Linked DNA regions of Gossypium hirsutum: regions 1, 2 and 3 are each linked to region 4. The links are chromatin contacts, called in public Hi-C maps. All regions are on one chromosome and are shown on one strand. The core of a region is the stretch at or near the end of the contact, and the rest is flanking DNA. Distances in the headings are between cores, read along the strand shown.

The links. Hi-C and Micro-C count contacts between places; a contact is called where the count stands out from the background.
Region 1: a contact with region 4 is called in a Hi-C map of leaf, with 2.0 times the contacts expected there. The contact joins the promoter of LOC107894214 here to the promoter of LOC107901897 in region 4. A contact is called at or near these places in 17 of 34 Hi-C or Micro-C datasets (callus, leaf, petal and 1 more).
Region 2: a Hi-C map of leaf shows a contact between it and region 4, with 2.5 times the contacts expected there. The contact joins the promoter of LOC107955258 here to the promoter of LOC107901897 in region 4. A contact is called at or near these places in 4 of 34 Hi-C or Micro-C datasets (callus, hypocotyl, leaf and 1 more).
Region 3: a contact with region 4 is called in a Hi-C map of leaf, with 2.2 times the contacts expected there. The contact joins the enhancer-like site here to the promoter of LOC107901897 in region 4. A contact is called at or near these places in 3 of 34 Hi-C or Micro-C datasets (callus and leaf).

The regions. Positions count from the first base shown.
Region 1 is chrA07:43,296,979-43,303,745 of Gossypium_hirsutum_v2.1, reverse strand. It overlaps LOC107894214 (transcription factor PIF1), which reads right to left and starts at 2,844. Exons shown (of 8, transcript XM_016819453.2): 1 at 2,233-2,844; 2 at 1,251-2,127. The coding sequence starts at 2,315.
Region 2 is chrA07:42,550,923-42,557,286 of Gossypium_hirsutum_v2.1, reverse strand. It overlaps LOC107955258 (probable indole-3-pyruvate monooxygenase YUCCA8), which reads right to left and starts at 3,379. Exons shown (of 3, transcript XM_016891001.2): 1 at 2,555-3,379; 2 at 2,090-2,461; 3 at 1,474-2,003. The coding sequence starts at 3,235. The coding sequence ends at 1,770. TRNAV-AAC (transfer RNA valine (anticodon AAC)) reads left to right here and starts at 779; the gene lies at 779-852.
Region 3 is chrA07:42,508,241-42,514,542 of Gossypium_hirsutum_v2.1, reverse strand. No RefSeq gene overlaps it. Among protein-coding and RNA genes, the nearest start is that of LOC107955258, 43 kb to the left of the region's middle. Within about 2 kb of position 4,487, at least 3 of the 9 cell types and tissues checked have an H3K27ac peak or open chromatin away from gene starts, as enhancers often do. A contact at or near this core is called in leaf, where this site is marked.
Region 4 is chrA07:42,883,232-42,889,279 of Gossypium_hirsutum_v2.1, reverse strand. It overlaps LOC107901897 (CLIP-associated protein), which reads right to left and starts at 4,149. Exons shown (of 22, transcript XM_016828066.2): 1 at 3,392-4,149; 2 at 1,953-2,108; 3 at 1,790-1,852; 4 at 762-830; 5 at 292-457; 6 at 1-45. The coding sequence starts at 3,955.

The DNA of each region.
Region 1 (6,767 bases), core at 1,595-4,094, 420 kb before region 4:
ATGCAATGAAACTAATTGCACGCAGTTAAATCTCTACGTATGAGTTCAGTAAAAGGGTACTTAAAACTTCTGCATTTGACCATATCCTTATAGCATTGGCTTCTTAACTGATAGGAATATAGAAACATACCACCAAAGGTATCAGGGTGAAGTTAGAAAATTTATTGAGCGAATAAAATTAAATTGTAATTTTTATAATAATAGAAATATAATTTTAATAATTTAATAATTTAATAATTTAATAATTTATAATTTTTAAAAAATTAAATACAAATATTTGATAATTAAATTTACCATTATATCAAAATAAATTGTTGAATAACTAATTGAGCCCGGCTGTGATCGGGACTACGATACCAGTTCCTTGTGTTTTTGCCGTCTAACAATCTTTAAGACTGTCTAATGTGAATTATTTGTAAATAATGTTATTTTATTAAATATAATCATTAATATATATTGATATTAGCTTCATTGACTTCTCTATATTTATACTAATATAAAGATATTTTTATATTAAGAAATTATTAAAATATCATTTTATTTAATATTTATCCTTTTACATTTTTATATATAATCAATGAATTTTAACACAAGACATAATACATTTTAAATACCATTTCAAAATTTTTATTTAACTTTTTAATAATATATTATTACAAATTTTTTCATCCAAACAATTAGTTTGGCATAATCTAGTAATTTTTATCATTTTTATATGTTAGTTGCTGCTCATATATTAAAAGTTGATTGTATTTTGTCTCATCTATTATAAAAATTGATAAATTAGTTTCTATATATTAGATGAAAAAGCAAACTGATTATTTTGTTAAAATTTTTATTTATTTCTACTATTAAAAACTAACCTATATATGTTAACATAAGGTACACGTGACATAACATATCACGTGTCACTTTATGGTTATTTTATTAACAAATATTAGTTTTTAACTGTACAATTAAATGAAATTTAAAAAAAATCAATTTATCATTTGTCTAACTTAGAAAAATTAATTTCTCAAATTTTAAATAAAAATAAAATATAATTTAACTATTATACAAATTGTATTACCATTATATTTTAGTTTTATCTTTGGATTGATAGTTTGATACAGTGTTCTGCCTTAAAAAAAAACAGTGTGCTCTAGTGGTGCACCAGCGACAAAGAGAAGGGTGCTCATGTTAAACAACGTTAACCCCTGGCGCACGTTAGCCGAGACAAAACAGAAAACTTTTAACTCCAATGAACTAACCTCGCTGTGATATTCGGTGTCCTCCAGTTCTCTTCCTTTACGCTTCCGGTCCTCAGCGGCGGCTGCCTTTTGAGCCGTGGGTTCGGCACTGGCACCGGAGCCGCCAGGTGACGATGTCACCGTGACCTCGTACGCGGCTAAATTGTCTTTGCAGGCACTCCCGCTGACACCAGCTGATCGCGTGTTGGCTCCTGCAGCGACGCTCATGTTGGCGCAGTTAATATTGTCGTTTTCTCCAGAAGCTGCCTCAGTGTTGCAGGGCATGGCCTGAGAGGCTCCTGATTCGGGAGCCATAGCCGGAGTATCGCTGGAATCAACGACCGTCAATTCCCTAACTACGCTCTTAGAATTAGACTGTTTAGATTGTTCCACCCTCACCGCTTTATGCCTGGAGAAGTGAACGAAGTTCTGAATCCTCGTCGACTCCAACTCATTCCTCCTCGACGGCGGTATCGGGGGCCTAGAAGCTGACGCCACAGCTGAAGCTGAAACTTGAGTAACTTTCCCGAGTGGAGGAGGAGCGGAGGTTGTGGCGGTGGTGGAGGTAAGGCAAGGGGCGGCGGAGGAAGGATAGAGGAGATCAGCACAGAAATCGTGGTCGAAGCTGGCGTCGCTGAGAGGATAGTGAAGCCATGAAGCCATTTCGTCTTCTTGCATAAAGAGGTGATGATCGGTAAGCGATTGCTGCTGCTGCTGCTGCTGCTGCTGCTGTTGTTGATGATGATGGTGAGATGAGGAAGACCGGATCTCTTTGGTAGCAGATGGGTCGGCGCCTTGGAATTTGAACGGCGGTGACTTCTTGATAGATCTTTGGTTTTGGCTCTGCATAACAACTTGACCGTTTTGCCACAACAGCTCCATGATTTCATCCTCTGGCCTGTTTCATAATTCCATCGCGTCATCAACTCACGGTTTTGGCAACAATAATAAAGCGATAAAAAATAAATAAAATAAAGAAGAGGAAGAAGAAGGTTTAGCTTACATGGAAGGCTTTTTAGAGCGAGTTAAAGTAGAAGGGATGGAATCATCATCTTCCATTTCGAAATCGGGGACGCAGTGATTCATCCTCTCTCTCTTAACACTTTAATCTGTATTTATATTAATCATTAATAACCCACCCAAATAGAAAAATTATAGAAAAAGGAAGGAGGAAATTGTAAGTATTTAAGGTGTTAAGGCCGTAAGAGAATGGTTTGTTTTTTACTTGTGTAGAAGTGGAAATCCTAAAAGAAATACAACATAGGTGGTGTTATGAAAAAACCCTAGATAGGAAACCAAAATATATTTGAAAATCCAAAGCCGTACAAAGCTGTCCAACGTTGTAGCATATGTATATATATATACTGAAATGGCAGATTGGCAGTGTGAGAAGAAAAAAGGAAGCAGGAGAAGGGTTTTTTAGAAAAAAAGATTTGGTGTGGGGATGAAGTATAATTTAGGTGTTTCACCAAAGATAAGATCCTGTTTTTCTCTGCATCTTTTGACAGTGGATAGTACCAACGCTTTCTTCCTTCTTATTAATAATCAGATGCCCACAAACAAAATGGTTGTTTTCTTTTAGCTGCGGACCCCAATCTTTTTTTGTTTCCACAAATTGACGGTACTGGTTTTTGTGTGTATCAATTATATATTTTGTATATCAACCATGTATTTTAATTACATGAATTGTAATCGGCTTATTAACTAGATTCAAATTTTGATGAAGATCCATAATTTTTATAATTATAATTAATTTAATTTAAATGTAATATGAGTACTTTTTATATAAAATTACAAGAAAAACTATAAAATTCTTTATTTTTCAAATCCAATTTAACTTCTACCATTATCTTAGTTAAAATACGTTAAAAATGATTATATTTATTAAAATATATATATTGAAAAGAATGTGAATTGTCAGCCCTGGGTTTTATACGTATGCTCAAATTGTACTTATTTTTAATGCTAAAAAATTTGCTTTCAGCTGTGAGAATGCTGAATTACAGTTCAACACCTGCTGGGCAGCTGTCTTTACTACAAGTCAAGTCGGTTTCTCTTTCTTTATATATAATATGTTTTTTGGCCACTAAAGTTATAATTATTGAGTTCCATGCTTTTGACAAATGAAATGATAATTTTGTCGCTTGTAATTACGAAACTGCATTCAATTTTCTTCTTTTAATTTTCACTTAGTCCTATTTTTATTAATATATTTTGTGCCACTGCTGACGCTAATTTTTATTCCAAGAAAAATTACGTTACAATAAAAAAAAAACACGAGTTACTTAAATTGATAAATTAGAAAGAAAGAAAAGTTGGATTTAATTATGGTTTAAAACAATGATTGGCACATAGCCTTTCCAAATAAAGTATTAGTACTAGGATACTAATTTTGATACATTCAATTTAAGTATCATCTTATATACTTAATATTATATTTAATAAAATAAAATTGTAGTCATTAAAGGAAAGTGAGTGGGTTTACTTTAAGAAGAAAATGACAATTAACGGTAAACTGTCTTATGATGTAAACTTAATTAATCCTTTATTATTATTATTATTATTATTATTATTATTAATTCTTCTTCTTTTAGATAAGATGCTACCTTTTTTATATGCTCTTTATAGATTTTTTTTTTGGTATATAATAATTGGTAGTTGGATTATTTATGTTATATATATATATATCTCCTTTTAGCACTGGCAATAATTTATTATATTTCTTTTATCAAAATAATTATTTTATAATATCATCTCTCTTTAAGCATAATCAGAATCTTTTTCAATCTCATTCAAATTTATTTTAATATTGGAACTCCAAATTAAATTCTTTCTTTCTTTTTTTTTTAATAAGCTGTTTATAAGTATTTACCTTTAAGTAATTATTTAATATTTAATGTTGTTGAGATAGAAGCTTGACCATAATTTACAATGATCCATGAAGTGCAATTTTGATAACTGGTATTAAATTTATTTTAAAAAATTAAAATAATAAAACATAAGGAGTTTTGTGTGTGTGTAAAATTTTAATTGATTTCTTTTTCTTATCAAATTACACCCATTCAAACCCTATTATTATTATTTAAAGAAAGGGCAAAAGAAGCCAAGATTGGTGTTAAAAGAATGATTATTATTTGAAGGTATTGTTTTAGTAATTTAAAAAAAAAAAAGAAGATGAAAGTGGGAGGAGGCAGTTGGGAAATAGTGTAGGGATAAGAAACATGTTTTCTTTCTCCATATGGGGGACTGTCCCTTCACACTCACCCACATCCTATGACTTCCAATTTTTCATCATTTTTTTTTCAGTACTTATCATTTTGTACTTCAAAATTATAACATCTCTTACCCTTTCTTATTCTACATTCCAACCACTCATGATATGCCACATCATTAACTCCATTTAAGTTCTCAACAATAATCAAAGTCTAAATCTTGATAATTTTACTTTCATTTATTCTAATTTAAGTCTCGTCAAGTATTCTAATTTAAGTCTCGTCAAGTATTAATTATGTTTGTAATTGATAAAATTAAACAGAAGAATGTGATTATTTATATCCTAATTAAGCCTAAATTGCTAAATGATACAAAATACAAACAATTAAGGGTTGTATTTTCAATACAATTAAATGAAATTTTATTTATTTATTATTTTGGAAAATCCTAGGTTCTGTATTATTTCTGAGACCTCAAACTGACCAGAAATTTAGTATACCCAACCTGTTTTTTTGAAGTGAAAGGATCTAACTTGCAGTGTTACTGTAGGACACATTTTTCCATCTTTTTGAAGTAAAGGTGATAGATATATTCAGATAAAGCCCAAGGATAATATTTTTACAGTTAAAACAAAAGACAACCATGATCTCATGATGTGTAAAGTGCAATCTTTTTCAAAAAAGAAAGTTACATGGTTGTTAAAAGAATATTGCATAGGAAATTATTTAATTTGAAAATGACTTTGTAAAATACTACCATATTTATAGCTTTAAGGATGCCAATAATTGCTTAACTAAAAAAAGGGAATAAAGATTTTCCTTTTACAACATCAACTTACAACATATTAAAGTGAACTCGAAGATTAGTGTAATCTGTCAACAGTTAATAATGATTGTCGAATATTTTTTTCCAACCAGTGCAGAAATCAGGGAATCAATTTCGCCTCTATTTATCTTAACTATATAATCAACAATTTTATTATTTAGAAGTGTGGAGTTTAAAGTTTAAATTAAATTTTATATTAATTGAGATGCATGATAAAATAAAAATATTTATCAAAAAAAAGTTTAAATAAAATTCATAAAGTTAACAGTAAAGCATTAAAGGAAAACGTGGTCACATAAAATCAAATCAAAGAGCATCTGATGATTTTGGAGTTGGCGCTGATTGGCTCACCTCATTAATTCCTGGTCATCGATCAAATTAGAGATATGGGACATACTCAAATTTGTCAGAATTTATTTTCCGAGGAAAAATGTAATAATATCATATCTTATCCGTTTTCATGGGCCTCATATATTTTTCTAAAAAATAGGTACAATTTTTCTGGTAGATAATTAGGTACAATATGTTAGTGGTTAAAAGTGACGTAAGTTGGAAATCTTCCATTATTTCATTCAACTGAAATGAAGTGTGAAAAAAATATTAAAGAATCTATATATTTGGCAAAAACACAAAATATCTCAATAATAAGCAACCCATGTTACAATCATGGTATTTGTGCTAAACCTATCATATTTTGTATTTAATGGAATTATTATTATAATTTAATTGATAAGAAATTTTAAAATAATAATAGAATATTTATATTTTTCAATTTTAAATTTTTAATTTATTTAACATTAAATGGATTAAACTATAGTTTTAAAATAAAATTCAAAATAGATGAGTGATTAAATTAAGAAGTTTAAACTTTGGTTAAAATATGGAATAGGTCTTTATTTTTATTTTTTATTTTACAAATTTGGAATTTAGATTCAGTATTTTTATTTCTAAGAATTCAGTTCCTTTGTATTTTTTATTTCAAATTTCAGGTTAAATTATTATCATTGTTAAAATTTTGGGTTAAATTTGTTGGTATAACATTTCGAAATTAAAAAAAAATACTCACATGGTATATATGTAAATAAAAAAATGACGTAGTAATGAACTTAAATTTACCAAAATAATTTTAACAGTGTTAGCAATTTGACATAAATTTTGAAATATAAAAAGTAGAGAGACTAAATTTTAAATTTACGAAGAGTAAAAGGACATATGGCATATCTTATGATATATGTTAACCTAAATTATATGTACACACATAATTGTTTAACTGTGTGACTGAGTTGATGTCATGAGTCAGCTCGACATCAATTCAATAACCTTACATATTTTAAATAAGCTCATATGTATTATTATTAGTTTCAATACTTACGTTTAATATTATTAATATGTGACAATCGATGTTCAAGAGGCAAAGTTTGGTTGGGATATTTCATTAAGGGTGCCTTCAAGAAATTAGGTTTCGGTTAGTAGTAGAAGGCTCAAGGAAGAGGGTTCAAG
Region 2 (6,364 bases), core at 2,130-4,629, 330 kb after region 4:
TAGGAATGTGAAGAGAAAAGGCCCCATGGCTTACTAACACTTGGTTTTGAAGTCTCCATCTTAATTGGAAGTCAATGGACACTGTTCATATCTTTTTGTGGGCTTTTAATTCTTGGACCTGAGTTGCTCCTTTTAATAGGTGACTCTTTCTTTTCCCTGTTGAATCAAGCCACCAGCCAAGAAAATTTTCATGCATTTTAAATTGAAAGCAATGTAAAAAGGGAGAAGGTAAACGACTTGAATCTCAGCATATACCAATTGGCTTATTGAAACCCTCATCTCAGCCAATAGCAACTGGAGCCTAGCAGTATAGAAAATAGTAGTATTTGAATTCCAAATATTTGTGGACTGTGAGTATGGGGTGTTGGGAAGTTTGCCTTTTTGTGTCAGTGAAAGCAATGTTTGATGTGTGTTGACTAATTCCCAAATAGCGGGCGCTGCAATGTGTGTTTTTGTCATTTGTGGCTGTCAAAACTCAGGCTTCCCTGATAGGAGTTGCCTCTTTTGTTTTATTATCCGCTTTAGAACCACTTTTGATTGTCATGACTATATTCGTATATTTTCATGAAATTATATATACATAATTTCAAGCATTAATATCTTTTTGTAGTTTTCGTATAATATTTACACTATAATTGCTTTAGAGTTGGAAGACTTTGTTCGGTAATACGCACCTTACTATCGTGTCTATTTGCAGGCTAATTGGCTGGGTCACCACTCATGTAAGACACATCATAAATAAGAAAACATCCCTGTTCGTTCAGAAAACGGTAAAAAAGGTGTCGTGGTGTAGTTGGTTATCACGTCAGTCTAACACACTGAAGGTCTCCGGTTCGAGTCCGGGCGACGCCATTAAATTTTTTACCTTTTCGGTGCAATACTGTCCTCTATTATAAAGGGTAAAAGAAAAGGAAACAGGGTATTCATGCCTTTACGGACTTCTACGACTTACATAAGATCAAGACAGCTAGTTCTCACGTCTCTAAGTTAAGGAATATGCTTTACATAAAATATCTAACTGTAATTCAGTCATGATGAGAGCATTGAGGGTGCTCTGCTCAATCCATGTGCGGCTTTAGATTATTCGTTTACAAATAAGTTTTGGTCAATGAAATCATACAAGTAATTTAGGAATCAAGGGGAATAGTGTTTGGAGCTTGGCTATCCTCAAAAGATGGTGGGAGCTGGGTTCCATTGTCCCTCATCATCATGAGTCCTATTCCCCATCTATGATTTGATGTTTGAGGGGGCAACTTGGAAATCTCAAGCATTCAGTCAGTGGGCCTTTACCTTTTCATTAATACAATGCTTATTTCTTTTAGGGAACTGGAAATCTGTTGTTCCTTTCTCAAAGAATCAGCATTTTTACTGGTTAAGAATGAAGCTTTCTGGCTGTGGATTGGAACTTATTGTAATAATTAGTACCATGAATTGAAAGAATCTTGAAACCATTGACAGAGAAATGATGGGATATAGAGAAAGGAAGCTGCTGTATCATTCAACTTGATTACTGAATTATGGTACAAACATTTTTAAAAAAAATTTAAAAAAAAAAGAAAGGAAAAAGCCTCATCATCCTCGGTTTACAAAATTCCCAAAGAAAATCAAAACTTGGGCCTTTGGAGAGGGCTCTGTCAGCCTGTTCTACCTCTTTTGTTTTGTTTTTGTTGGGTGAGAGTATTATACAGTATTATTAATTTTTACAGGAACAAAGCTAGTTTCCTAGCTTTTGATGAAATAAAAATATTTGGCCTGAGGATTTTGTAAGTTTAGAACTGTGAAAGTGAAATGCAGCGTCTATGGCGAGCAACAGTTCTCATTCTGAGCTGCTTAGTTTCATCTTTAAAAACCTGGGCAATATCTTGTGCAATCCTCATGGCATCAGAGGAAGCACCTGAGAGCCCTCTCCTTGTGAACCCAGCTGCATAAAGTCCAGCTTTTCCTTTCCACCCATGTGGGAATGAAGCCTTTGGGTACCCATTTTTGGTGAAGAATTCACCTTCCTGTTTCATCATGTCAACTATTTCCATTAGTTTATTTGTCAATCTTGGCTTCTTTAAAACAGTTGAATTTTAGAGCATTTTCTCACCTGAAGCCATGAGGGAACATTGCTGCGGTATCCGGTAGCCAACACAACTGAATCGATATCAAGTTTTTCGCCATTAACGAGCTCAACTTGTCCACGTGAGAAACGCTTGATTCCAGGAACCACATTAATGTCACCTGATCTAATTTTCTCCAATGCACCAATGTCCAATACAGGGGTTTTCCCTTTTGTGTTCTTGAGTTCCAAGGGACCCGTTGATGGCCTTTTAAGTCCATATTTCTCAATGTTTCCCAACATCAACCATGCCAAAATCAACATTAGCTTGTCAACAAGCCAAAGGGGTAGCCATTTCATCATCAAAACAGCCAATTCGAATGTTGATTTCCCAAAAATTTCTCTTGGCAGGACATGAACCTGTTGAAAAACAGAACAAAAAACCCATTAGAATTCAATTTTTCTTCGAAGTGTATCTGATATAAGGTAACTTTTTTTTTTCTGATGACTTACCGAGCTGCGAACCACCATTGAAGGTGAAGCATTGTGGTTGCACAGATCAAAAGAAACTTCCATGCCAGAGTTGCCACAGCCGACAACTAGTACTTTCTGCCCCTTGAATTTTTCACCAGACTTGTAATCACAAGCATGGATAACTTCACCACCAAACTCTGACAATCCTTCAATATCGGGCAACACACACTCGGCATTTTCACCAGTGGCCACAACAAGCGAGCGGCAAACGTATTCGAACTCAGTCTTGTTTGAACCACTTGTAACAATGGTCTTCACCCTCCAGAAACCACTGGTCTCATCATACCTAGCTGACTGCACACACTCATTGAACTTTGGGTTGATATCAAAATGCTTAGCATATGATTCAAGGTAGTCAATGAACTGTCTCTTTGTTGGGTACTCGGGGAAATCCTCAGGGAAAGGTAGTTTAGGGAGTTGGCAGAATTGTTTGGGAAGGTGAAGCTTTAGCCTGTCGTAGGTGCGTTTCTGCCACAAAGATGCAATGCAATCGGTTCTTTCGAGGACAACAAAGGGGACCCCTTGTTCTTTCAGGCAAGCAGCAGTGGCTAGCCCTGATGGTCCGGCACCAACAATGACCGGACCATTGACCAAAGTCCATTTACGCTGAAAGAAATCTTGGTCTTGATCAACAAGGCGAAACAAATTCTCCATTGTCATACGGTGAGTTTGTCTTGAGACAAAAATGTAGAGTTGAAATTAGAGAGCTTAGAGAAAAAAAAGAAATGGTGTTTGTTTTTTTCTTTCAGAGAGAGTAAGTTGTTGTTCTTGGTTTGGAGGGAGAAGATGGGATGGGGCTGCTTAAATAAGGAAGGTCCATGTGATAACATTCAAGAATTTAATGCATTTTAAAAGGGTCCAGTTTCAAATCATAAGCCAATGGCTACCTTTTGTTATTTTATAGAATAATTTAATAGATCCTTATATACATATACATTATACTTAAAAAATTGTTGAAGGATTATCATATTTTTTTGGAATTTTTTATTCTTTCCTTTATAATTTTTTTTGTTTATTATAAAGATGTAAATATATTTAGAAGAGAAAACACTTGGGTTACCAATGAAAGCATGGAGTTTCCATGATTTTGATGCCCAACATCAAATGTGCTTGTAGATTTCATACCAAGCTTGAGATTCCATATTATTTTATATCAATTATTGTATATGTTCCACCAACTTCATAGTAAGTGAACTTTGATAAGATCATTTTATATATCAAAAACAATATATATACATATATGATAATTGAAATACACAATCATATTCAATTAGCACAACTTCATACATCATATTGAATTTGTGCAAAAGAAAAAAAGAAAAAGGGAAACATTGTAATGTTCCTAATTTCAAACATAAAAAGAGAAAAGAGAAAAGAAAAGGAAAAGAAATTAGGTCCTATTTTATGCTGTAATATTTGAGGTAAAATCAGCTAAATTAACCGAAGATGAAGTGGAAACATCATAGGGAGAGAATTAGGAAACAATGAAAATGAAAATGACGCAGCATCCTCTTATGATTCTAATGGACCCACTAGAGAGGAGTTTCTTTCATAAAAAAATTTAAAAATAAAGTAAATAAAGAAATAAATGGGAGGATAAATAAAATATTTAAAATGTATGGAAATTGGAAGCCTAAGTGGCAGAGAGTGCTGACTAGGATATAGGCGGCGATGTTCCCACGTGGATTGGATGAGTGAAGTTGATGAATAAGAAGGGGTTTAACACTGTCACGATCTTGGGGGAGGGATCCCCCACATGAGCCCCTCCATTGCCTTGGGATTGCGACTTGTAAGGCTGTTTCGACCCACAAATGCCCCTTTCTGCCGACCCTCCTCCACACCCACCTTTGCGCCATCTGTCCAACCCACTTCGACTAATTTCACACCACTTCCCAAGAAAAAAAATCTGCTCAACCCATCCACATGCCCTCTTCTTCCACTGTGTATGTTTCTAAGCTGACGATTTGCATGCTCAACTAATATTCCTAACAGACTAACAATATTTAGCCTAGTTGTAAAGTTTATTACAATTTTATGGACAGAATTTAGATTTAAATTTTGAATATGATGTTGTTGAGAAAATAATTATAAATTAATTAATTTTTTATAAATTGTAAAACGGGTATAAAAAATATTTTAATTAAATTAATATTACAACAATAAAGATATTGCTCCCAAATTATAGTTTTTCGTGCCTGGTATTGCCCTTGAACTACAACGATGGTTAGCTTTGAACCTTCATTTGGCTTTTGTGTAAATGTTTATACTTTGCCAAGAAAATTAATAACTATGGGTGTTTGTGATATTTAAAAATGTATTTGATTAATTTATATAGTACATTCTATATAGTACATATGTATCACACACCTCGAGCAATGATAAAAAAAAAAGCTACGAATTTGGGTGAAATAGATGTCAGAAAGCAAACATGGTGAGAAGAGAGAATATTCTTTATGCATGGTAAAGATTGTAAAGTACTAGGATAATCTAGAGGTTCAAAGTATGAACACACAATTGTGAAACATTCAAGGTACGTGGAAGGTCGATAAACAACGTTGCTTTCGGTGAATGCTTCCGAGTTTGACACGCTCGAATGCTCATATAATTAAGAAATATTATTACTTCTTTTTTGAGATTTTTTTTTATGTTCATTTATGACAATGGTGATTAGTCGTGGAAAGCATTTTAGGGTTTTGTTTTTGAAAATTGTACTTTGGTGGAATAGGCCTGTCAAAGTACAAGTTCATGATTATTATGAAAATATTCGAGTTGGAAACTAGCAATGAGGAAGGTAGCCATAGCTAGCCTAGCCCCCCACCATAATTCCCACTTGGTGGTGTGTGATTGATGAGTGAAAATTCATGGGGGAATGGGAAACAGTAGGGGGAAGGTTTTGGCAGATTGATTGGTGAAGGACAGAGGGAAGCATGTGCATGACCATTGAGGACCTTGAGTTCCATGTTGGTCACTACTTTTTAATAAAAATAGAAGAAAATATATTGAGGGCAAAGGGTTTGCTTATGTTAATCAAGTAAAGCAAATTATTATTATAGTTTAAAATATAATAAATGCACCGGTAATGTAAATATTTTTATGTTGCTAATGAATTAGATAACACCATTTATTAAAAAATTTAAAATATAAATTTATTAACAATGGATTGTAACACAAGGTTTTTTAAGCGAACTTTATGCATTTTCTTTTGGGTTTAGCTTCCACATCCCTGTCGATTGTACCTTATCATTTTATGAAATGGATCCTATAATTCAAAAGATATATATAAATGTTTATAAAATAATTGTTAATTAATATTCATAGGAATCAATTGACATCACCCTAAAAAAAGTGGCCAGATATTTTAAGTGGGAGAAAATGAGTATAGAATCATGATCATGATCATGCCAACTTTTTGCTATGATAATCAATTTATATATAGAAAAAGAAAACCTAGAAACAAGCTTTCCAAATGCATAACATACAAGGAGATAATAGATAAAAAGGAAGAAAGTAAATCATAGGCATATCCCATGCATATGATACATGAGATATGAAAAGGATATGAATGTATTTTTGCTATCCCATATTCCCCCAATAGCAGCTTCCACTCCAACTCAAACAGCCTTGCATTGCTCCACCACCACCATTGCACCCAACGTTTAGCCTTTAAGGATGGGATTCAACGATGCCTTTTTCTTATTATAATTTGGAGCCTTTTTCATTTCATTCTTTCTTTTTAGTAGTCGGCGGTATACATTGCTTTTGCTAGGATGGAAATTTGAAGTTAGCGCG
Region 3 (6,302 bases), core at 3,238-5,737, 380 kb after region 4:
GGCAATAAAGTTTGTATAATAAAAAATGTATAAAATATTAAAATAAAACTTTGGTCAAGTGATAATTTAAGGTTTTGCTAATTCAATTAGCATGAGTTGAAATTATTAATCATGTTTCTCTAATTGAGTAGAAACTTTGTTGAAGGACAATATTAAGCTAATAAAAAATTGTAAATAATATAGATGAATGGAAAAAATAATATAAAGGATAATTATATATGTTTGACTAGTCTATCAAATAGTTAGGAACATATAAATGATCTTCTATTTTAAATGTATTTTAATAATTTGATAAAACTATTAGTTTGGTTCGACTTAAGTTAATAATGTATTCGTATATTCATTTCTTATAATTATATTTAAGGTATGATTGCTCAATTACATAAATTTAACATCAGTATGTTTATGTTATATTTATATTATCCCTATTATATCGCACTTTAATATTTTTATATAAAAAATCATTAAATCTCTAATATAAAATATTTGTTCAAACCTTCAAAAATAAAATATTTATTCAAGAATCAATACTAATTTTGTTAATGGAATACAATATATATTGACTATTCTAACGACCAAATTATGCATGCAACTGTTTCACAAAGGATATAAATTGATACCCCATACCAAATTAGGACGTTTTCTTATATTTATTGGTATAGGTGGTTTGTTAGAGAGAAATTAAAAACGCGCATGTTTTCATTAATTTTGTTTCTTTGGTTAAATGGTTAAATATTTGTGTTTTTGTTCTTAAGTCTTGTGTTTGATTTTTTTCCTACTCACATTTGTATTTTTTTCATGTTGTTTCAAGTTATTTTTAATTAAAAATTTTAACATGATAACTCTTTTGGTTTGATGGTTAGATATTATTTTATCTTTAAGTCCCAAGTTCAAGTCCTTTTATAAGTATTTTAATATGTATTATTTCATTTTGTTTAAAGCTTTTTTTAGTTTATGTTTATAATTAATAGATATATTGTTTTCATGTTTTTTTAATTAATAACTCTTTTATTTATAAATTCAAATAATAAATATGCAATAATTTTTTTAAAAAACATCAACTAATTCTTTTGATATATTTTTCTTTATATATAATATTTATATGTCAAATATTTATTTTCTCCACCTATATTATGGGTATGGTGATTTCTAATATGTATTGAAAAATAAATATTATATTTACTAAAAAAAATAATATTTACATTAATTATTTGATTCTATAAATAAAAGAGTTATTAGTTAAAAAGATAAATTTAAAATAAAAAACTTGAAAACAATATATTTATTAATTACAAACATTAATTAAAAATAAAAAAATTGAAACGACATGAAATAAAAAATACATATTAAATGCTTATAAGATGAGCTGAATCCAGGACTCAAAAATAAAATCACAATTATTTAATCATCTAACCAGAAGAGCTAACATATTAAAAATATTAATTAAAAAAAAGCTTGAAAGAAATTGAAATAAAAATGTAAATATGAGTAGGACTTGAACTTGAGACTTAATTAAGGACAAAAGCACTAACATTTAATTATCTAACCAAAAAAAACTAAGTCACCAATTTTTAATGAAAACACTTCCTATAGAGCACATTTCAGCTGACATGATTCAAAGTGCGTCCTACAGAACTTATTTTCACTTTTTCTCTTCAATAACGATGTAAATATAAAAAAAGGACACCTAAATTTTTTAAATTTTATAAAAAAAGGCATATACCCATAAATTAACCCCTCTTCCCATAATTACTTATCATTTTTCATCTATCTTAGTAGCATTTAACACTAATTTCAATTAATTAAATTAAAAGGTAAGGCTATTAATATCTTGTTTAAAAAATAGATCTTTTTACGTAGCTTTAATGATCATTATTGTTTTATTAAATTAAAAATATTTAAAATTTTAATTCTTTATTTTTCATAACAAAATTTAGTGTAAGTTTATATTTTCATTTATTTACACTCAATTATTATAATTTAATTATTATAGTCCATTGAATCTTAGTTTAATTGACATCTATTTTATTATCAGAATAAAAAAACGTGAATTTATGTGCACATTTATCCTCCTATTTAAAGTTGAAAAAAATTATAAATAATTATAAATATTTTATAAGAAAATTTATTATACTCGATTAATTGCTGCATCACACAAAAAAGAAAATAAATTATGTAATTCAAGAAATAATACACAAATATCATTACCGGATCTATGTTGTTGCATGGAAATGAATGACTACGTGTTTGTCTGAGCATAAACAAGATTCATGCACATTGCCACGTAGATGAACAGCCTACCTGCTTTTCCATGCTTTTTTAATCCTCTAAAAACTGGTAAATAAGACAGACACAATATCAATTTATTAATGGTTAATACTACAAGAAGAAATGTTTTAAGTGCGAAGAGGGTTAAACTCCCGATAAATATATATATACACATATTAATGTGTTTCTGGTTCATGGTTGCACTACAAATACATATATTATATGGAAGGTATTATGGAGGGGCGGTGATGGTTTAGAGAGAGTAAGGCAAGGGATGATCCTTGCTCAAGACTCATCATAGCCGTCTTAATATTAATTAATTTTAATTACCATTTTAATTTCCTTGCTCGGGGCCATGTGAATGTGGTGGATTCCCCCAAGGAGAAATTCAATTGGTCACGTTACAATCTAATGTAAAACATGTGTTAAAGTCAATCTTTTCTATTCATTTAACAAACGAGTCGAAATTTATTTATATATATATTTAATAAATTATAATAATAGGACAAAGTTCAAACAATAAACATAAGTAATATAATTCGAATTCAGATTACATCTAGAGTAATAGACACTTTTAATTAGTAGTTTATGACATGTAATTTTTATTTATATATTTTTATTTAACTTAATAATGAACATAAATACAGAAAAACCTAACTAATCGTAAATCATTGATTGAATACTCTGTTAATTTACAGTTATAGTTTTTGCTCCCCTCCATTTTGTTTTTGCCTTTAATCCCAAAATGGTGTTTTCGGCCTTTATCTCCATTCATTTCGAAATTTTATATAATATTGCATATATGTCAATTTTTACGAAAAATAAAAATATATATTATAAAATTTAAAATTATAAGAAAATATTAGTTATTAGGTCATTTTCTATAAATTTAAGAAACATAAACAATAAACGCAAGGCATTTAAGTAAATTTATGGGGTGGAGCTGAACTTAAACCCGACACTGCTGCGAAATTTGATTTGCTTTAAAAAGTGGTCAGAGAATTTGAAGGGATTGAGTTAACACCCTTATGTGTATCCTAAATGCAATTTTTTAAATATCTTTTATTAAAAAATAACGGTATAAACTAATTGAGTTTTTTGTTTTGCTAAGATCTAATCTTTGATAATTTTAAATGTAAAAAGAAAATCTCTTTGACTCTAATCACTGGTTTACTCAAGGGAATCAACCAAACCTTCATAAAATATGGTTCAACTTAATCTTAACCGTAAAAACTGTAACTAATAAAATAAATGAGGGAATCAAATCTTAGCATAAGATGAGCAAAATTTGTAGGGGAAACCAGAACGTGAATTAATGTGAAGCATACCCCATTAGAAAATTGAACACATGAGATAACATGGACAAAAACCTCTGAAATTACAGCTATATGGAATATTGAGAGACTTGCATCACAACTTTTGCATTTAACCAATAATTTCTTCCTCCTCATAACATCTAAATTCAAAAACAAGTATCCAACATAAATATATATGTTCAACGCCAACCCCCACAAAATAATTGAAAATGTCTAGGTATGCGCTAGAAAAAGAAAGAGACATCATAGAAACATTTTTTTTAAGAGTGTCCACTTGATTTAAAGCCAATGAAATCATTTTTCCTTTTTCTTTTTTCTTCTCTATATTGCATACTCTAAAATTTATAAATTTATAAGTTAATATATGGTAAAATTTTAATTTGACTTCTAAAATTGATAACATTTTAGTTTAATCCTTCTTAAAATTATATAAATATAAATTATTATAATGATAAAATTACATTTTAATTATTATAAAAAAAACTACTCGAAACTAACACTTCAATTTAAACCACCTTCCATCTTTACCTCCATAACTTTTTTGTCGACACCATCACTTTCTTAATCAAGACAAGAGAGTGACTTGAAATGTTTGTTTTCATTGGAAACCCCTTTTAAGAGAAAACTCTATCTGAAGGTTTTTTTTTTTTATAAAATTAATTCATCATACACATCCAAAAATGGAAATGGTAGACTTTCAACTAATGGATATGTGAGTCCCACCCACTGACCATATTTTGGATCATAAGTCTGAAATTGGACCTTATGAATAAAACGAAGAAGGCCCACCAAACAAATTTGAATTTTCCATGCACCAACACGTAATGCAAGGCATGATGCATGGAAGGGGAATACCATGTACAGGGTGTGTGCTCCATGTGAGAACCAATACCATGGACCAGCAGGACCCTAATTATGGTCCCAAACCTATCTCCTTAGCCTAGGGGATAAGAAGACTTTTCACTCTTCACCACCTCAAGGCCACATGGATTGCTTGCCAAGCCCAATATTTTTGCAACCCAAAATAAATTTTTTTTCCTAACTTATAATTGAACTTTCGAAAATTAAAATTAAAATTTTAAGATATAAATATTTATATAAATGTATTGTAGATATAATTATTCAATTTTAAGTAATAATATATAGAATAATATTTGACACATTTCCAAAAGAATTTTTAGGCTCCACAAACAGAATTAGAGGTTGATAAATGTACTACAGGGTATAATATAATATTAAAAAATAAATATTTAAAAGAAAACACATATGATAAAATCTTTAAGATTATTTGTAGAATAAAAAAAATATACTGTCGATATACTAAATACTAACCCATAATATATTTATGTACATGTACAGATTTCTATAATTAATTTATTAAAAATTTCTGCAATTTTCAACACAAGATAACGAAAAAATGGTACAAACATTTATTTCTTTCTCTCAAAATGAAATTACCTAACAACTAGTTATTAAATATGAGATGAATACAAAAACAACACAAGATATGAACACATTATTATTATTATTATTATTATTATTATATTGAATCACTTTAACAAACTATATAATTATCATAAAATATGAATATGATCATGATATGAATATGTAAAAATTGGTATGAAATAAACTAACTTAACATAAGAAATTTATTTGTAAATTTATCTATTTAAGTCACACATATAATAGTATCAACATACAATTGTTGCAAAAATTTTCACGAACACAACATACAAGATAAAATGTGTTAGAATCAACACAAAATAAATTGTAAATGTGAAAAAATATAATAATTTTATATATAATAATAATACAAACATGAAACCTAAAGTTTTTTATATATCTTTATAATAACTTAAACATGAGAAAATAATAAACACAAATTTTATCTTTTTTCAAAAGTTATAGAGACAAAATTCTCTTCTTTTCTTTTGAATTAAGAAATAAATTCTTTTCTATTAGCTATTAAGGAATAACGTTTTAAGTTTTTCGTTGTATAGATTTTTCATAAATGAGGTGACTTTATAAATGTTATGTTCATATGCTATTCAAGTCTATTATGGCTTCTTTTTCCACTTTTTGTTGTTGCTTATTCTCTCTTTTGATAACGATAGTTGATTGTTTCTTTCTTTCTGTCTTTTTCTTTATTGTTTTTTGTTGTAAGAGATATAATTCTAACATATTTAGGTTATTATATATGTTAACATCACTATTTATCTTTCTGTCTTTTTCTTTGTTGCTTTTTGTTGTAAGAGATATGATTCCTACATATTTGCGTTATTATATATGTTAACATCACTATTTGTTTAGTACTCATTAAATCTATTCTTATCAGAAAAAAATAAACTTCTTTTTTTATTTAAAAATTATTGTGCCGACTGTCAAAATTGTTATATAGTATGCAAATTAAAATTCCTTCTATAAAAGGAAAAAGTGTTCATACTACTTCTATTTTTATCTGATTTCCAACTATTTTTTGGTAATGGACAAAGACATAAACCCACACTTAATCCAATTAAATTTAACAATCATTTTTAAAAATTTAATATTCAATAAATTTGAAATTTAAATTTCAATATCATTCTTATTTTAAGATTATGTCTCATTATTTATACCCATGTCTTTTTTTATTATTATTAAAAGAAGAAGTTAAACATGAATTAAAGATCATGATAATTTTTTAATTTTGTTTGTAAAATTAAAAAAATTATCCATCAT
Region 4 (6,048 bases), core at 2,900-5,399:
AAACCTTAATTGGATCTATGGATTTTTCTGTGACATCAATTTCACCTGTAAAAGGCAGAATAGCAACCGCCTCAGTGACATTTAAGTCCTTGAAACATGACCTAAAGCAAGCACCATATTTTGAAATATATATAACATCAACTTCTTTTAACCATCAATGTCAATAGAAAAGTAGCCAATATTGGAAGTAGGTTATTAATTAGAGTATTCAGAGATCACATATCATGAAAAACATCCCAAACTACTTTCAAGAAGAAACAAAATCATTGTTCGATATACATGGGTCCAAACCTCCCAAAAGAGATGTCTCCCTTGAAGAACTCTTGGCTTGTGGACTGCTTTTCTTGACATTATAGACTACAGGCTTTCTATCTCCAGCAGCAAGACCACCCAACATTCCATTTGAAGGTCGAACTTGCATCTCAGTTTTCTCTAGTCTGGCATTAATATCTCTCACCTGCAGTTATATGCTATATTATACAACTCACAGATTAATAACACCCATACCTTTCTTCTAGAAGGAAATGTAATCAACATTAAAGGATCAAAACTAATGTTATCATTTATGAAACTACATGTTAAATTAAGTAGAGTTATCAGGAATGAGAATGCAGAGGGGGAGGGGGAGGGGGAAGGGAACGGTGTAACTGAGCTGTTACTGTGAAATCACAAAGAAATGAGAATATCATTCATCTGCAGCTACAAATAATTAAAATCAAGGCTAGAGAATGGAATATATTATTCTAAAATCAAATATTCACCATAGATGCAGGAAGCTGATGGCGATGAAGTTCATCACGAAATTGAGTTCCAGCCTGCATATACATTTCCTGGAAAAGAAATAATGTGATCAGCATTATGCAACTAGATGTGACAGAGTAAATGGCTCATGAAATTTCTAAGAGCAATTTCTCAAGAAGAACGGCAATAAGTGGATATATAGCAAAGAATTACTATTCAGTTAATGCAAAATTTATTAAACATCAATAGCAGAAATACAGAAAAGAAACCGAAAATTAACCTAATAAATAATCACTGTATAGTTCTTCATAAGAGATCAAAACTATTAAAGACCTACACGCATCAATAGAAGCTAAAAACTTTTTATAAATATTTCACATTAATATTAACCTAAGGAGCAGATATTTCATGCCAAACAACCAATGTCAAACTGAGTTCATGAACAAGAAAGGAATGCAGAAAATTGAAAAGAGGGGTGGGGATCTAAACTTGAGTCACAGGAAATCAAATTGAGATGATTTTTTTTGTTTATATGCTAAATATAACTAAGAGAGTATTTTTGGACAACCTACTGATATCAAATTACATAAACATTGCTTTTGACATATTAATCGTAGCCTAGGTCACAGCAGGCGGTCAAGAAAAATTTTTCTATTTTTTGTTTTCCAACAAAAAGGAGTCCTGACCAACTTAAGTTTTTAATGTTTTCCTGACTAGAAAACAGATTCAGAACCCTGATGTTTGTGCCTATTGATTTTTTCATTGCATTTCTTGTCTTCTAAAGGCAAGTGAAAAACTTATTGCAAGCATATCAACATGTTTTTCCTTAACTGATAGGCAGAACAGCTGCCTCTAGAGTAAGCCCCCCTATCAGGATTCAGGCTATCATTTGTATATTTAGGAAAAAGTGAAAGTTCCTTTAAAACATCGATTAGAAATTTGAATATGACCAAAACAAGAATAAGAAAATATCAATTCTTACTAAACATAAGTTAGAAATGTTGTTGAGCTCTAGTAAAGATAATACTAGAAGACAACTTTCACTGACCTCAATGCATAATATAGCAGCTTCACGAACACCGGGATTTGAGTCATGCAACATCTGCAAAATCTGATAAATAAAGAAATTTATATATGTCAACTTATCTCTGTCACACATACAGATGAGACTGGAAATCCATTTTGGAGAAGTTAATGACTAATGGGCATACAGGGGGGAGAATAGCCCGTTGAAGTGGAAGCTCAGGAGATGCAAAAAGATTGATTGCGGATGTGACTGTCCGGGCAAATTCCTCCCTAACTCTCCAACTTCTATGCGTCCAGCCGTAAGAGCCCGCCCTTTCAACAATAATTGTTGGAGAAGAATCCTGGAATACAAAATAATCAGTATATTTTACAGATCAAACTAATTGTTTACCACTTATCTTCAAATAATAATTCAAAAAACTCAGCAAGGCACTCAAATTGATACTTCAAAATATAATTGCAAAACATATAATCTAGTCCCTTTCCTTATGGAAACAGATATAAAAATAAAACCATAAACCACTGGGCATTGAAAAGAAATTTAAAAAATAAAAATTGCAATGGACAAATTCATGAGGTTGTACACTCCCTCATTGTATCACTAATCTTACTTGAAAATGCATATGGATTAAGGTAGTTATTACTTTCCACAATATAAAACAGAAAAGGAATGCTTAGATACAAAAGCAAATAACATTTATGAAGACTTAAAAAATACAGTGTACTTTTATAGAGAACAAAATGCAGCATGATTTTACTAAATTGGAGATGGGTTTCAGTAATTTTTTTAACTTCCAATCTATTATGGTTTCATTTCTACCATTTTCTCTTGCTTTTTTTACCAACCTTTAGCAAGCAAAAGCAAGTGAAAGAAACAACCACATAATGGGATCCAAGAAAAGTGAAAAAGCTTTTGACAACTTATATTCTTACTAAATTGTCCTTAGCCATTATGACAATGCAGGTTCTTAAGTCTTGCTTTAGAGTGAGAACTAGAAAAAAATATCTTAAAAGCTAATGCTTTAGTTCTTCACAGCAGACTTTTTGAACCACACTAAACATAAACGTATCTTTTGAGAGTAGGAGAGTATCAAGCATCTGCTTTTCAATAACATATGATATCCATAGAGGTAATTGCATGAGGACCCTAATTCACGAACTTGCTTTCTTAGTAGTATTAATAAAAAAATAAAATGGAATGAATGACTAGTCCCACAAGAAACATCCCACAAGAAACATGGAAGCCATCCCGAGGTAATTAAGGATGGTAATTATTCAATTGCATAAAAGCATTCACTAATGACTTCTACAAAGCTAAGGTAACTTTAGACAGCAATAAAATAAGGAATGAGTTAGGTTTCCATTTACCAAGAACTGCGAAGACAAAAATGATAACGAATTATTTTAAGGCAAAACAATTCGGAAGCCCTTGACTCATTCAAAGCTAAGAAAAACCGTATTTCCTATCTCCATGAATAAAAAACATTATGGTAAAGTTCCACAAAGCACAGGAACAAAAGTCTTCCATGGATTGATATGCATGAAAGTCAGTTATAAAAAGGAAAAGGAATTATATTAGCAGTAGACAACCAATAACATAAAAGGAAATAGATAGCAACTCTACCTCCATGAGAGTGAGAAGTAGGCGTCTCGCAGCGTCTCTGACGGGTTGCTTAGCGTCACCTAACCGTTCAACAACCGCGGGAACAAGCGCGTTGAAGTGCAACTTCAAGTGATCACCAGAGAGGACGGCGGCAGAAGCAAGAGCCTGGAGAGCGCCCTGGGAGACTCTGAAGTTGTTGTCGTTGAGGAGATCCATGCAGCAATCCACGAGCGAAGTAACCTCCGAAGAAGTCAGACTCTTTCTGGAACCTTCGAGGAGGTGGTAGAGACGTTCCACAGCCGCCATCCGCTCCTTGGTGTCTTTGGCGCGTGCCAGCTCTAGTGCCTCTTCCATCTGGATCCCGATCCTCTCCTCAGATCTAAATTTCTCAACCAATTCCAGTAATTTGGAAAAAAACAATAAAAATAAAATTTGAGGAAATGTGTTTGGCAGAGAGGAAAGAAACTCAATTAAAGGCAAGGAATGATTATTATTGGTAAAGAGATATTTAGCGAAGAAGTTGCGCTTATTTTCTTTGTTATTATTTTTTCTTTTCATTTCTTTCCTCAAAAAAGAAATTATCATTACGGATGAAAGGGGTAGAGATGGTAGAGTGGACTGAGATTGACGGAGAAGATGATGAAAGTGTGTGGTTCGGGTAGTTAAGGAAACTGCCCATCCCTTTTGTATTATTTTACGAGTTTTTGCCAATTTTTTTTTGTTTTCGCGCGAGACTGCGATGTGCTATTTTTTTAGTTTTCTTTTGTTCAGTTGTAACCGTCATAAGGATAACACAAGGATGATCGGATACTTCAGATTTGGAATTTACTAGTCCAGCTTTTTTTTGGTTTAAAATTTCTAGTTATTCTTTTATTTCAAACAACTTACTTTCTCTAATTTTTTTGTTATTACATTAACTATCGAGTAATTATTTTTTATTTTAAAGCCTTGCAAAGATTCTATTTTTATAGTCGCTTTCGGATTACAATCTTTCTTCTCTTTTTCTTTGTTTTTATCCGTACTTAGCTACTGTTATTTGCGTGTTGTTTACTGTTTTTTGTAGGTGGTGGTTGAGGAGCAGTTGATGGTGGCAGAGGCCAGGAGCAGCAGCGACGCAGGCTAAGGTGCGGCGCGAGCTAGGGTAGGGTTTTTGTTTAGTTTGAAACAGTTTAGGTGTTTGGGCCATTTGGGCTATTTAGGCTATTAGGGTTTTTTAATTTTGGGTTGTTTGGGCCTGTAATTTGTTGTAAATGGACACTAGACTTTAATTATTTTTGTTTTTTTTTTGCTTTCTTTTTTTGTCTAGGCCTAGACGAAATTGGGCTTTCACAGTGGCCTCTCTTTGCTCGTTGTCGTGCAACGAGAAAGATTTTTAAGAATGACCAATTTCATTTGGTCTCGCCAAATCTCGACCTCTTTGGTGCTCCTCTTTTTCAAGTAGTTTCATTCTAACCCATTGCAACTTCAAGGAGATTAGACTTGTAGTTTTAATCTGCTCCACTGCAACTTCAAAGAGATAAGATTTGTAATTTCAATCTGCTCCACTACAACTTCAGGGAGATAAAATTTGTAGCTCCAATCCGCTCAACTACAACTTCAGGGAGATAAGAATTATAACTTCAATCTGTTCCACTGCAACTTCAGGGAGATGAGACTCGTATCTTCAATCTACTCCACTGCAATTTCAAGGAGATAAGATTTGTAGCTTGTAGCTTTAGTCTATTCCACTGCAACTTCAAGGAGATAAGACTTGCTATGGTAGATTTAATCTGACCTACTGCAACTTCAGAGGTATAGGACTTATCATTTCAATCTACTCCACTGCAACTTCAGGAAGGTAAGATTTGTAATTTACAGCTTTAATCTGCTCCACTGTAACTTTAGGGAGATAAGATTTGTAGCTTCAATCTGCTCCACTTGAACTTCAGAGAGATAAGATTTGCAGCTTTAATCTGCTCCACTGCAACTTCAGGGAGATAAGATTTACAGCTTTAATCTGCTCCACTGCAACTTCAGGAAGATAAGATTTGTAGCTTCAATCTGCTCTACTGCAACTTCAGAGAGATAAGATTTACAGCTTTAATCTGCTCGACTTCAAGAAAATAAAACTCGCTACAGTAGATTTAATTTGACCCACTGCAACTTCAGATGTATAAGACTTGTAGCTTTAATCTGCTCACTGCAACTTTAGGGAGATAAGATTTGCTATTATGACTTCAATCCATCCCGTTGTAACTTTAAGGGTATGGGATTTGTGGTTTCACTAATATATTACACTGTTCTTTAGGGACATGGCTTGTAGAATCCATTTCATTGGCTTATATTTATACCAAGCGATTAAGATGTTATGATCAAAATGAATCAAATGCTCCTAACTATATGTGTATGAATGATATTTGCATGAATACAAAATGTCATTTTTTGAGAATGCTCCCTTTTTAATGCTTAGGTTGACATTGCTCGTTGTTCATCAAGGTTCTATCACCGACGCATCTTGTTTATCTAGTATTTTTGACAGAAAACCCGAGGAAATAATCACAATATAAACTGTTAGTTCCCAAACATTTCCAACTCTTAGATTTGGTTAGTTCTGACTAGTGGTGTAACAACCTGATTTTCAATAGTGTTAGAAATAGTGGTTTGAGACCACCAAATTCAACGAGTAAGCTCGTAAATTT